Linked DNA regions of Zea mays: region 2 is linked to region 1. The links are chromatin contacts, called in public Hi-C maps. All regions are on one chromosome and are shown on one strand. Each heading gives the region's core, a stretch centred on a gene start, on an enhancer-like site or on the middle of the called end of the contact. The rest is flanking DNA. Distances are from core to core; before and after follow the strand shown.

Region 1 (6,306 bases), core at 1,799-4,298:
AGGGTAGCTTTTGTGCTGGTCTACCTTTAATTCTCTTCGCAAACACACACACACACTTACCTTTTTGTTTAAGCAAGAGCGTATGGTGGTGCATGTCTGATGACTAACGATGTATGAGGAAAATTCTTTCGTCATGTGTGGAACGTGCTCTCCAATGATGAGACCATACAAATCGTGGCATATATCGAAGTCTGCATGATACTGATGGTTGCAATGTAGTGGTGAAACAACTAGATTAAAATAACAAAATTTATGTATGGCTAGAATCACAAATTGATTATGAAATATTTTCTCATAACAATATAACACACATTTTGTATATAAGTTATCGTAGTATACTGGTATTATATATTCCCGTTGCAACGCACGGTCAATTAGCTAGTTGACCATCTAAGTTAGAAACACATGGTAAGAAAGAAAGAATTGTAGGCAAGGCGAGTAATTACAAGACATGTTACTTTGGGAGATTTATTAGCTAAGTGTGTCACCTACTAAAGCTAATACATTACCTTATGGTGGTACATGCTAAAATGTCCTGCTATACTGATTTAATCAATAAAAAACTATCTATCCTCAACTTCTTTCTTGTTTTCTGGGTCATCTTATTTTCAATTATTTGATCAATTTTTAACGACCAACATGTGGAGCCTTCTCGTGTGTCGTGGTCGGTGTCCTAATCCAACAATTTGTGAACTGCTCATATAATGTTGTTTAACTTAGCTTTTGGTTGGCCATGGTTTCATTGTTGATCGTTGTTGTCCCTTTGCTCTATGTTGCACTCTAGCACTATCGCAACCAATAGAGCTGGAGCTATAATCGGCCACTACGTTGAGGTGGGATTGTTTGCTCCCAACGCCAAGTCGAAGCCACCATGCCGCACACATCACTTTGGTTGAATACGAAGAACGTGCCACATGCGCTCCAGCTTGAATTTAGTTTCGCTAGACCAACTGTGAAAGCTATCTTTTGTTGCTTGGAGCATCTAGGTGTCATCTGATCCGCTTAACCAGGCAATAGACAAGTGGTTGTAGATGTCGTTGAATATGTGACCTTTCGGTTGCTTGTGTACCATTGATCCTTAAGTTGCTTGGTGGCGGAGTAGCTTGAATTCATTATCCCTGCTACTTATTCTCGTAGCGAGGAAGCTCGGTGGTACATGCTAAAATGCCCTGCTATACTGATTCAATCAATCAAAAAAACTATCTGTCCTCAATTTTTTTCTTGTTTTTTGGGTCATCTTATTTTGAATTATTTGGTCAATTTTTAACGGCCAATATGTGGAGCCTTCTCGTGTTGTGGTCGGTGTTCTAATCCAACAATTTGTGAACTGCTCATATAATTTTGTTTAACTTAGCTTTTGGTTGGCCATGCATGGTTTCGTTGTTGATCATTGTTGTACCTTTGCCCCGTGTTGCACTGTAGCACTATCGCGACCAATAGGGTTGGTGGTTCGATACTATCAGGCGATACGGAGCTATAATTGGCCACCACGTTGAGGTGGGATTGTTTGCTCCCAGCGCCGAAGTCGCAGCCACCATGTTGCACTTGCACACATCACTTTAGTTGAATACTAAGTACGCGCTACATGTGCTCCAGCTTGAATTCAGTTTCGCTAGACCTGTTGTGGAAGCTATCTTTTGTTGCTTGGAGCATCTAGGTGTCATCTGATCCGCTTGACCAGGCAATAGACAAGTGGTTGTAGATGCCGTTGAATATGTGACCTTTCGGTTGCTCGTGTACCATTGATCCTTAAGTTGCTTGGTGGCGGAGTATAGCTTGAATTCATTATCCCGGCTACTTATTCTCATAACGAGGAAACTCGGTAGTGGAGTTTCACGTGGTCGCTATTTAGCCATAAAATGCTAATCTTTTTTTTTTGGTGCCGTTGCCGTTAAAGGGGCCAACGGAGGGCATTATCACAATGAGAATCTTCTTTTTCATGAATAACGATAGCTATTTTTCTCCTATTGCAACGTCTATATCTCTATGGGCATGGTTGCTACTGTAATATATACGAGCATGAGCGTAGTTAGAGCGCGGACGATCAAACAATTCGGCGTGTTAATTTATTCGTCCTAACTAACTAACTATAATAATACTCCGTTGGCTAGTATGGTTGTAGTACAGGCTAATAAGTACTGTAGCAGGGATAATGAATACACCAGCAGTGTGCTAGTGTGACAGATAGCCAGAGCTACTCCGCCATTGGCTCTCGCCGCCGCTGCCTGCTGTGCACTTGTAGGTCATCGTCAGCTAGCAGGCAAAAAAAGTACACGCGCAGATCTGAAGATCATGCCTCTGCCTGCAGACAAAGAAAAGTGTCCCTCTGAAAGATACGGGCTAGCTAGCGAGCTCTGTAGTACGTCCTACAACGACTGTGTGTCCGTTCGTGTCGTCTGGATGCGTTGAGCTGTGGTTGTCGCCTTCTTCATTCGGGGTGGAGAGCCCTGGCTGCAGTCGTCTAGTCCCTCCGTAGAGTCCTAAAATACATTAAGTCCCTGTTTGTTTCCTTTTATTTTAAGGAATTGTAATTTTATTATTGAAATAGCCTATTTTTTAGAATATAACATTCCACCGCTTTCCAAAGTTATTATATAAGTTTATGAGTCTATCTTAAATTTATAAGGTGAGAGATGAAAATTGATTATATAGATTTAAATGCTATTTTTTCGATGTACAATTTATATCACACTATTCTACTTGATTCGTTATAACATTAATGTAGTATATAACTATATCTCATATGATTTAAGATAATATACAAATATATTACATATATAAATATATAAATTTAATTAGATTTGTTTAAATTATAATTATTAAAATAAAATTCAATTCTAACGAAACAAACGGGGTCTAACACAAAAGAAAAAAAAACTACGCATTACAAATTGAGAGTACCAAATATTCTGGAACAAATTTTAAATACTATAAAATTAATATGATTTTAAAAACAGCTAGGCGTTGCGCAGTTTCCAAACATAGAAGGCTGTCTGTCTGTCTGTTTGCAAGGCCCGCACACCGCAGGCCGCAGCCTACTACTAATCATTTGGGCAGCAGGCCTGCTGGCCAGGGATACATAGGCAATCTATCTACTAACTACCGGTGATTGCTGTCAGCTGCAATTCGCGCGCGGGAAAGACGATGAGACGGCTGGTTGCGGCGGTGGATGGCTGGCTCCAGCCTCCACCACTTGTTGTGGGGCTCTCCATTTATACCAGCTAGCTAGAATTAGAACTAGAACTAGAAGCTCATGCATGGTCACAGTAGTAGACAGAGACCATCAACTTATAGTGTGCTTTTAATTCGATGCTTCCAGCCTCAGACTCCATTAATTGTGCACTAGCTAGGTACTAGTGTATTATTTGTAAGCTGTTCATCTTTTCCCTCCCCTTTGAATTCTGATGAACTACTGCAAACTAGACTATCATCACTGATCGTTTGATAGCTCTTCCATTCCATCAACTAGTAGTAGCATCACAATCGATAGTCGATCCGATCCAAGCATATCCATCAGTGTACTACTGTGCACACGCATGATTTGTGTTAGCCCCTGTGTCGATCCATGCATCCATCCAGAGAAAAAAAAAAGCTAATTAAGGTTTCTGCAGCCAGTACAGATGCATGACGACAGAGACACACAACACATAATCTAGCTACGAACTGCAGGAAAAAAAACGTACGGCCTTGATTAGCTAGCTAGCGTGACTGTTTAAATTAATTGCATGGGTGGGAGACACCTGCGTGCATCTGCATAAAGAGCATATATGTTTCTAAACACTGCAATGCAAAAGCACGCATGCCGCTGCAAGCAGATGTCTATATATATTGCACACTGTTGAAGAGAAGAGGCAACCAATGCAAGCAGGGGGCCCGGCTGATCGGTCGAGATCGACAGGAAGTGAGGTGAATGGGTTCTGATGATGTTCCAGCTAACCGATATGATGCCCCTGTCTGATTCTTCCCATCCCAAGACGACGACCGGACCTGTGACAATCATTTGGGCAGGATGAAAGTGTGTACTTACGGGCGACTGCTGTGTTATATCTAACTAACTAACTAACAGTTGGTCCCCATCTGATCGACTCCTGGACCATCCATCATGTTGCTTGCGGCGCTAGCTGGACATCTTAAATTAATAAATGGTTGGTACAGCATCAGAGATTTTAATTAATTAGTGTGCTGTTTCCGTTTCAGCATCACTCAGAGCCGCTAAAATAAGAGGTTTGCCGATTTTTTTTTTTTTTTTGCTGTAGCATTAGTTGGTTGGTCCGATGGATGGTTGCTGATTCCGTCCCGCCATGAGATATATATATATAGATCAAATCAAAGGCTGAAAACTTAATTGGAACCAGCACTGTACTCGACCACACTGCTTTCCTGCGAACAACGACATGCATGCATGGATGCATGCCCAGAGAGCCTGCACAGGGATAAATGCCTTGCCTCTGCTTAATTAATTAGGTTGTTAAAAATAGGCGAGATCGATCTCGGAGAATATTTGTCGGTCGATCTGCAGCTTTATTCGTTCGCATTGTACCATGATCGTCGCAAGAATATATGCCCCCGCGCCGCGTGCCTCTCAACAGTCAGAGCGAATCCCTAGCTAGCCTCTTGCGCGTACTTTTATTATTATTATTATAATTTTCACGACGATATATCGAGCTAGCTAGCTAGCTAGCCGATATGATCCTTTTATACACTATCTAAAGAACAACGTGATCGACCAGGAAGTAAAAGACTACAATATGCTTGGGCCGGCACACAAGGCACTCTTGTTGTGGTAGTGGTACGTACAGAACTGTGGGCGGTTGCAGACTTGCAGTATATAGTATGGTGTCGCTTTTTGGAGGGTCGTATCGTAGGGCATCTATCAACTACAATCTGGTCCAAAAAATTAATAATGGCGACGAATTAGGTGGAAGATCGGCTTCTGTGGTGGTCCATTATCACTATTCATTATATATATAGACAAGATTTCGACGTATCATTTGATGTGGATGGATGCCACTAGTTTGCACGCTTATTGACCTACACACGGTCGTCACAGTTGGAAACCCCGGCTCCTTCGGTTACAACAGTTTACAATTGTAAGTCAGCATATATACAACAGTTTTTCTCACACGGTTAGAATCAGAATTTTAGGAATCTACAGTTACACCAAATAAAACCTAGTTTTGGTGTTGGCCCCACGTGTCAGGGAGACGCTGACCACTATTTTGTCAAATCGCCTTGTCCTTTTTTTGATGCAAGCGAGGAGAGAAGTGCATGTACTAGCAGGTCGGAGTGGTAGTAATTACTAAACGCAGTGCGGCGCGGGCGGTAATATAAAACCCCATTTGCAGCACGAATGAATGGACGAACAATAACCAGACACGACGTGCAAGGTACACTAGCTGCATGCAATGCGAGTCAACGAAACAGGCAGAAACCAGGATTGCATTTCACGTACTACAGTATCGTCCATGCATGCACGGGTCGACGATTGAGTTGACCCAGCTAGCGTCGTCGAAAGGTGATCAGTTTAAGGTAAAAGGCCATCCCGTCCCGGAAAAAAATTTGTTGCAGCCCGGCTACAAACCAGGCTGTTTGTAGCCCCTCACAAAAAAAGAGGATAGGATCCACTTGCAGATCAATTAGATAACGTTTTAGTTGTGTTATTGATCTGCAGGTGTGACCTATCCTTATTTTTTTTGTGAGGGGCTACAAACAACAGCCGAACTGCAACAAAAAAAAAATTTCCCGTCCCGGGCCGCGCGCGACCACGGCAGGCAGAGCAGTTGACCGCACGACACACATGACCAACTGACCACGGCTCTAGCGAGAGACAGAGAGATAAGGCGGTGACTTCTCCTCGACCGGTCTTGTTCGAATGAATGGACGAACAATAACCAGACACGACGTGCAAGGTACACTAGCTGCATGCAGTGCGAGTCAACGAAACAGGCAGAAACCAGGATTGCATTTCACGTACTATAGTTATAGATGTCCAAACGGTACGGACCGCCCGTTTGGCCCGAAACCCGACACGATTTTGACCCGGTACCAACCCGACCCGACCCGATCTCCACCGTGCCCGGGCCGGGCCGACCCGACGGCCGGGCCGTGTATGGGCCGCTCCCTCGGCACGATGTACTTGGCACGGCCCGGCCCGTTGAAACAGGCGGCACGTCGCTGGCCCGTTAAAAAATTTGCCGCGACCCCAATCCCATACGGCCATACCTATCCGGTCGACCGCTCGTCCGCTCCCCACTCCCCAGTCCCCAGGCACCCACCGGCCACCGCAGTCACTCCTCCCCACGCGGC
Region 2 (6,306 bases), core at 2,331-4,830, 97 kb before region 1:
ATGACATTCTGCTTAAGTGCTTGGGCCCAGATGATGCTATATTAGCCATGGCCGAAGTACATGAAGGGATTTGTGGTACTCATCAATCAGCTCCAAAGATGAAGTGGTTGTTGCGAAGGTCTGGTTTTTATTGGCCTAACATGATAGCTGATTGTTTCAAGTACTACAAGGGTTGCCAAGTGTGTCAAAAATTCGGTGACCTACAGTTGGTCCCTGCAGCCGAATTACATCCTATTATCAAGCCTTGGCCTTTCAGAGGATGGGGATTAGACTTTATTGGAGAAATTCATCCTTCATCATCAAAGGGGCATCGGTTCGTGTTAGTTGCCACTGACTACTTTACCAAATGGACTGAAGCCGTTGCTCTGAAAAACATGACGCACAAGGAGGTAATTGAGTTCATAACTGAGCATATTATTCATAGATTCGGCATTCCCCAGACCTTGACTACAGATCAAGGGACTTCTTTTATGTCAAAAGAGGTACGTGAATTTGCTGAATTATACAGAATTAAACTACTTAATTCATCTCCATATTATGCTCAGGCCAATGGACAGGCCGAGTCTAGTAATAGGACATTGATTAATTTAATAAAAAAGAAGATATCTGATAATCCTAAACATTGGCATAAGATTTTGTCCGAAGCTTTATGGGCTCATAGAATATCTAAACATAGTGCTACTAAAGTATCTCCTTTTGAGCTTGTCTATGGGCAGGAAGCAGTATTGCCTGTGGAAATAAGTTTGAATGCTGTCAGATTCGCCAGACAAAATGATCTAACTGTCACTGATTATTATAATTCAATGATGGATAATATTGATGAGGTGACTGACAAGAGGGTGATAGCTTTGGGAGCAATAGAAAAGGACAAGATTATGGTAGCCAGGGCCTACAATAAGAAGGTCAAAGCAAAGTCATTTCAAGTAGGGGATCTGGTGTGGAAGACCATCTTACCTCTAAGGAATAAAGACCGGAAGTTTGGGAAATGGTCGCCAAGCTGGGAGGGTCCTTATAAAGTAAAACAGGTAATGTCTGGTAACGCCTATTTGCTACAAACATTACAAGGCAAGGATTTACCAAAGGCTTTGAATGGGCGTTTCCTCAAACAGTACCATCCTAGTATGTGGCAAGATGCCTAAGAGAACCGATGTGATCACATCGAGTTAGTTGCTTTTGGTTCGCCCAGCTCCACCAAAAGGCAGGGGGGCATATGTTCGAACCAAAAAAGAGCTGCCGGACGGTCCGGCCCTGAGGCCGGACGGTCCGCGCGTGCGCAGAACAGATTAGGGTTCCGAGTTTTGTGCTACGGTTGTTAGCTATATTCGCGGAATTAGCTCGGAATCAGTTGTGTAAAGGGTCCAGTCCCCCTCCTCTATAAACGGAGAGGTCTACGGCCGATTTGTATCATCAACAATCGAATCAATACAACTTTTATTCGCATTTTATCCTAGGAGTAGTTCTAGTCTAGTTTAGGTTTAGCCTCCCAATCCCCAAATTCTTCGCCTCTCTTCGACTCTACGCCGATTAGAGGAGTCTAGGTCGGCCGGCCCGAGCCTAGACAACCCCTAGGATCTCTTCCCCGACGGGGTCCCTCCCGGGAGCGAGATCCAGGCCGCCGCCGGCGATCCTCCGCCGCCCCTGCACACGCGCGGATCGTCCGGCCCAGGGCGCGGACCGTCCGGCCGTCAGGCAGGAAACCCTAGCCCCTGCGCCAGGTCGCGGACCGTCCGGCCCCAGGCCGCGGACCGTCCGCGCCTGACCAGAGAGCACCGCCGCCGGTTCTTCTTGAGTATTTGGCGCTCCAAAAAAGCGTCAACAGTGTGCCTGCCTCCTTACATGAATTAGGATGCCTACTGTCTTACCTTACGTTCTGCGGCACCCTAATCAATACTACTACATGCCCATTACTTAAAAACCCAGCAATCTACAAGCTCTCCACCTCAAAATTTATTAGCTCCTCTGTGCATCTCTGGCGGCAGCCATGGATAGGCTCTGATACTACCACTAGCTAGCACTTAAAGTTGGCATCTGTCCTAGAAAAAAATGTAGTAGTATGTCGATCGCCGGAAAGACGAGAGACAACTACTACTACACTGCGAGACTTGAGTGCGCCGTGACATCAACCTATTTATTGGGAATTCAAGGCTTGATAGACATAGCTACAAACAGCAGCAGCAGCAGCTCATAAATGTTTATTTTTTTTTGAAAATTTGTGGTAGATCAACAATTTTTTTTCCTAGTGTTTGTTGTGTCTTTGGAGACCTTTTTCTTGCATCTTTTTACTACTATACGACGGTAGGAGTGCCATGAAATCCATATCTTGACAGAAATCTTGAAGCCCTCCTTCATCAACATTTATAAGGTCTGTGCATCTCTCTGCCAGCAGCACCATCGGCCATGGATTGTGAGTCCGATGCTTGCTCGGTATCTTTCCTCAAAATGGGCAACGGCCTTTATGAATGTTTATTATGAGGCCAGAGAGCTGTAAAGACGGGTGTTGAAAAAAAAAACAAGAGAAATGAAGAAGCAGCAGTAGCAGCTGTTTTAAATCTTTGACTCGAAAGGTCGAGTTTAATCCATCAGCCAGGAGTACGAGTACTGCCGTGGCCGATCAAACCGCATTGATCTCTCTCCAACCCAAGTACAGAGAGCTCAAGAAAATAAAGTACTACAGTACTGCACAACGAAACACCACACAAACCATTAAAATCATTGCGGGTGGCTCCATGACGGCTCCAAGGTCAAACGACAACATATATCAAGCGGAGTATAATCAGATCGGATACCAACGTACTCGTTTCATATTTTCTCTTCAGACTCGATCGAATATATAGATATTATCAAATATGTCGGATATAATTTGAATAGATATATACATCTTAAATGCCCAACTTTAAAAATATGGATACAGATTGATACTGAGTACCCGGACTCGAATACGAATTGAATCTCAGACCTTTTAAATAAATAGATTTATACCTCTGATTTCCGGTAAAGGTTCCCAGTATAAAGAAGTTGTATGCATTTCTTCACAGATGAACTACATCTATACATGGTTGGCTACTCAATAAGGTCTTGTTCGGTTAATCCCGTTACCCATAGATTGAATGAGATTTGAAAATTTTAAGAAGAAGGTTTGACTTGCTTGAGATTTAAATTCATCCAATCTCACTCAATCCACATGGATTGAGAGCTAACCGAACAAGCCCTAATGGGGTTCTCATGAAACGTTACCGGATATCTCGATGTCTGGCCCGACAATGTGCTCACAGTCCTCGCACCCTAATTTTTGCAGCAACGCACGGGTGTCATATAGGATTTGCAAATTCTGTACCAAAAATATATATCTCCAAGACACAAATAAAAAAAACTAAAATATCGGCCGTCGTAACTATTTTGGACTGGGCTGCCAGCACATGGGCCTCCACGTTTTAAATGTGAAAAGCGAGAAAGCGAAAAGCCCATCAAACGAAGGCGTCAGGCGTCCCCTTGGTGGCGCGAGGGGCCGCCCAGTGACGACTGACGACAATCGACAAAAGGGAAAAGAATAACTGAAAAAGTAAATCGCTCAAAAAAAAAGGAAAATAAAAAAAAAATCGTAGAGAGTTCGATTGGCAGTTGCTGAGCCCGAGCGCGCCCTCCGGCGCCGACAAGCCGGGACCCCACCTCCGCCGGCGGCGATGGGCAACTCGCAGGCTTCGCCGGCGTCCGCCTCCAGCTCCCGCTTCGTCATGGCCTCGAGGTACCGCCTCCCCACTAACAGCTGTCTGCCACCTCCTTCGCTGCCGCGATTCGCAAGCCCTGTCTGGTGCTCTCACCGCTGACACGCTTCCTCGCAGGGCCTTCCCGAAGCAGGAGCTGGACGGCCTCCGCGAGCTATTCGCCTCCCTCGCAGCGCAGTCGCGGACCGGCGGCCGCGCCATCTCACGCCCCGTCTTCCTCGTGGGCACCGCACGCACATTCGCTCTTTTGAATTGGTCCTGGATCTGGATTGCGATCTCTAACGGGTTCGCCTCTATTTGCGCAGGAATACTACCAGGTCCGGGGGCGATTAGGCGACAGGCTGTTCCAGCTGGTGGCGAAGGAGAGTGGCGGGAGCGATGGGGTCACGTTCGAGGATTTGATCATCTCCAAAGTTAGTGCTCGACTCAATTCGATCCACTCTGTTGTTCGTTTAGTTGTCGCGAGCAAGGTCATTGATGTGTTGGTGCCTGGTGGAATTTGTCCAAGTTAAGATCCAGATATGGTCACCCTTTCTAGCTAGTACTTTGTATGTATTCTGTAGTTTGACAGTCTTTTATTTGTTGCATGTAGGCAACATATGGAAGGGGAACTCGTGATGAGGTCGATGAATTCATTTATCAACTATGTGATGTCACAGGAGATGGCGCCTTAACAAGGTATTGCTTTTGAGAGAAATTAATTTCTTCTGATAAATTGGTATGTCATGAGTGAACCGTTTCCTTTGCTAAGCCGATTCAGTAGTTGCATGCTCCAAATCTGAAAATTACTTCAACAAAGACATTAAAGAACACAAATGATATAAATGAGGGGTAGGGATTTCTGGTTACCATTAGGCCTTATGCATTCCAGTTACATGTCTTAGGTACTTGTTTCGCGGAGCGATATTGGCCAAGGCGAATTTGTTTGCACTTAGAAGATTCATACTTTGTGTTAAACAAAGCTTATGATTTATAGGTTGTTTTGGGATTTTTTATTCAGGCTTTTAGGCATCATTTGGTATTTACTCTTGCATTTACATATCACATGCACTGCCAGGTCTGATTTGGAATCAGTCTTGGCGTCTGTTCATGAAACTGTATTTGCAATAAAGAAGGAAGCTGTCGAAGTTTCCAACAATAGACCATTCGAAGAATTCCTCAACTCTGCAGTGTTTTCAAAGGATGTTGAAGGGGTCTCAGGGAAGTCTATGTCATTATCAGACTTTAGGAACTGGTGCACTCTCTTGCCATCATTGAGGAAATTCCTTGGAAATTTGTTGATGCCTCCTGATTCAGGTTTGTCTTATTCTTGCAATTCTGTTAGTATTGTTAAGCAGCATTTCCGTCATTTTTGAAATAAAATAATCAGATCCAGCTGGTGCTGTAGGAGTTGAACTGATATTTTTCATCATGTTGTTCCTCGTTAGTCCTCACATCTAGGACTTCGCACCACGATGACCGGGTGAAGTTTTTGCATTATTCTCTCAAAAACGTTTATGCACTTACTCTACATCTGGAGTGTTAGGAATAAGCTCATAAACCGGGACATCTAAGAAAGTAAGAGGTTTGTCATGCACATAACTGTGAAAAATACAAAGACATAGAGTTTAAGAGCATATACTATTTTCTTGAAAAATGGGATGCATACTACATTAAGACTTCCTCTAAACTTTTACCAGAAATAGTAGAGGTAGAAGTTATTATGGAACCATCCTTTCTAAGTCCCAAAACCATATCGAATTGAATCAAATAGTCTTGAGGCATACTGTTTTCGCCTCCTACAAACATTTGAGTCCTGTTTCTCAAGCATGCCTCACTCACAACCATACTTTTATGCCTTGATTAATGGCGGCAAACATATGTTTTGCTGAGTTTCAGAAAGATACCAATATGTCTGATTAAGTCATAAATAATGTAATTTAATATACAAATGAATTTAGTAAATGTGCTAATTGTATTGAGTCTGATATTTTCTTACTAGATTCCACAACAGGTCAGTAATTAGAACTAATATATTATTGGGCTTAGTGTTTTTTATGCGTTTCCTAGATTCAGTTATTAGGACATTTCCTAGATATGGTGTTTGTGCTGCATGAGTGCCAGCATTTGTCGCTTGTGTGAATGTGTCAGTTCACACTCTTGCCTATTCATTCTGAAGCAATTTCAATTGGTTCTGCACATGCTGTGGTTAGTTGTACGCTTATATATCTAGCATTTTCATTAGCATTGGAGCAGTTTTAATGGAATATAACGTACATGATATATCATGTCATGCTTTTGATGACTTCATTTCATTTGTAGGTAGACCAGGATTTGAAGTACCACTGCTTCATTATCCTGAAAACATCTGTACTGATACGCTGCTTCTAAATAAAGAGTATGCCTGGCATATTGGAGGAGGTTTCTCCCAACATGAGGTGCAAGAGTGGAAGCTTTTATATCATAGTTCTCTTCATGGACAAAGCTTCAACACTTTCTTGGGCAAAGTAACGTGAGTACTCTTCAATTTTGTAGATCTGCTGGAGTGAAAGCCACATTTTTTTAAAAACTTTATTCATAATTATAAAGACATGTTATTATATAT

Evidence for each region. A called contact is a pair of places that touch in the nucleus more often than the background predicts.
Region 2: a contact with region 1 is called in a Hi-C map of leaf, with 7 times the contacts expected there. The contact joins the promoter of LOC100280213 here to the enhancer-like site in region 1. A contact is called at or near these places in 6 of 25 Hi-C or Micro-C datasets (ear, endosperm, leaf and 3 more).

The regions. Positions count from the first base shown.
Region 1 is chr10:5,857,068-5,863,373 of Zm-B73-REFERENCE-NAM-5.0, reverse strand. No RefSeq gene overlaps it. Among protein-coding and RNA genes, the nearest start is that of LOC113509065, 46 kb to the right of the region's middle. Within about 2 kb of position 3,048, at least 17 of the 20 cell types and tissues checked have an H3K27ac peak or open chromatin away from gene starts, as enhancers often do. A contact at or near this core is called in ear, leaf, seedling and 1 more, where this site is marked.
Region 2 is chr10:5,954,872-5,961,177 of Zm-B73-REFERENCE-NAM-5.0, reverse strand. It overlaps LOC100280213, which reads left to right and starts at 3,580. Exons shown (of 8, transcript NM_001153144.1): 1 at 3,580-3,742; 2 at 3,840-3,942; 3 at 4,028-4,135; 4 at 4,315-4,400; 5 at 4,780-5,018; 6 at 6,024-6,213. The coding sequence starts at 3,681.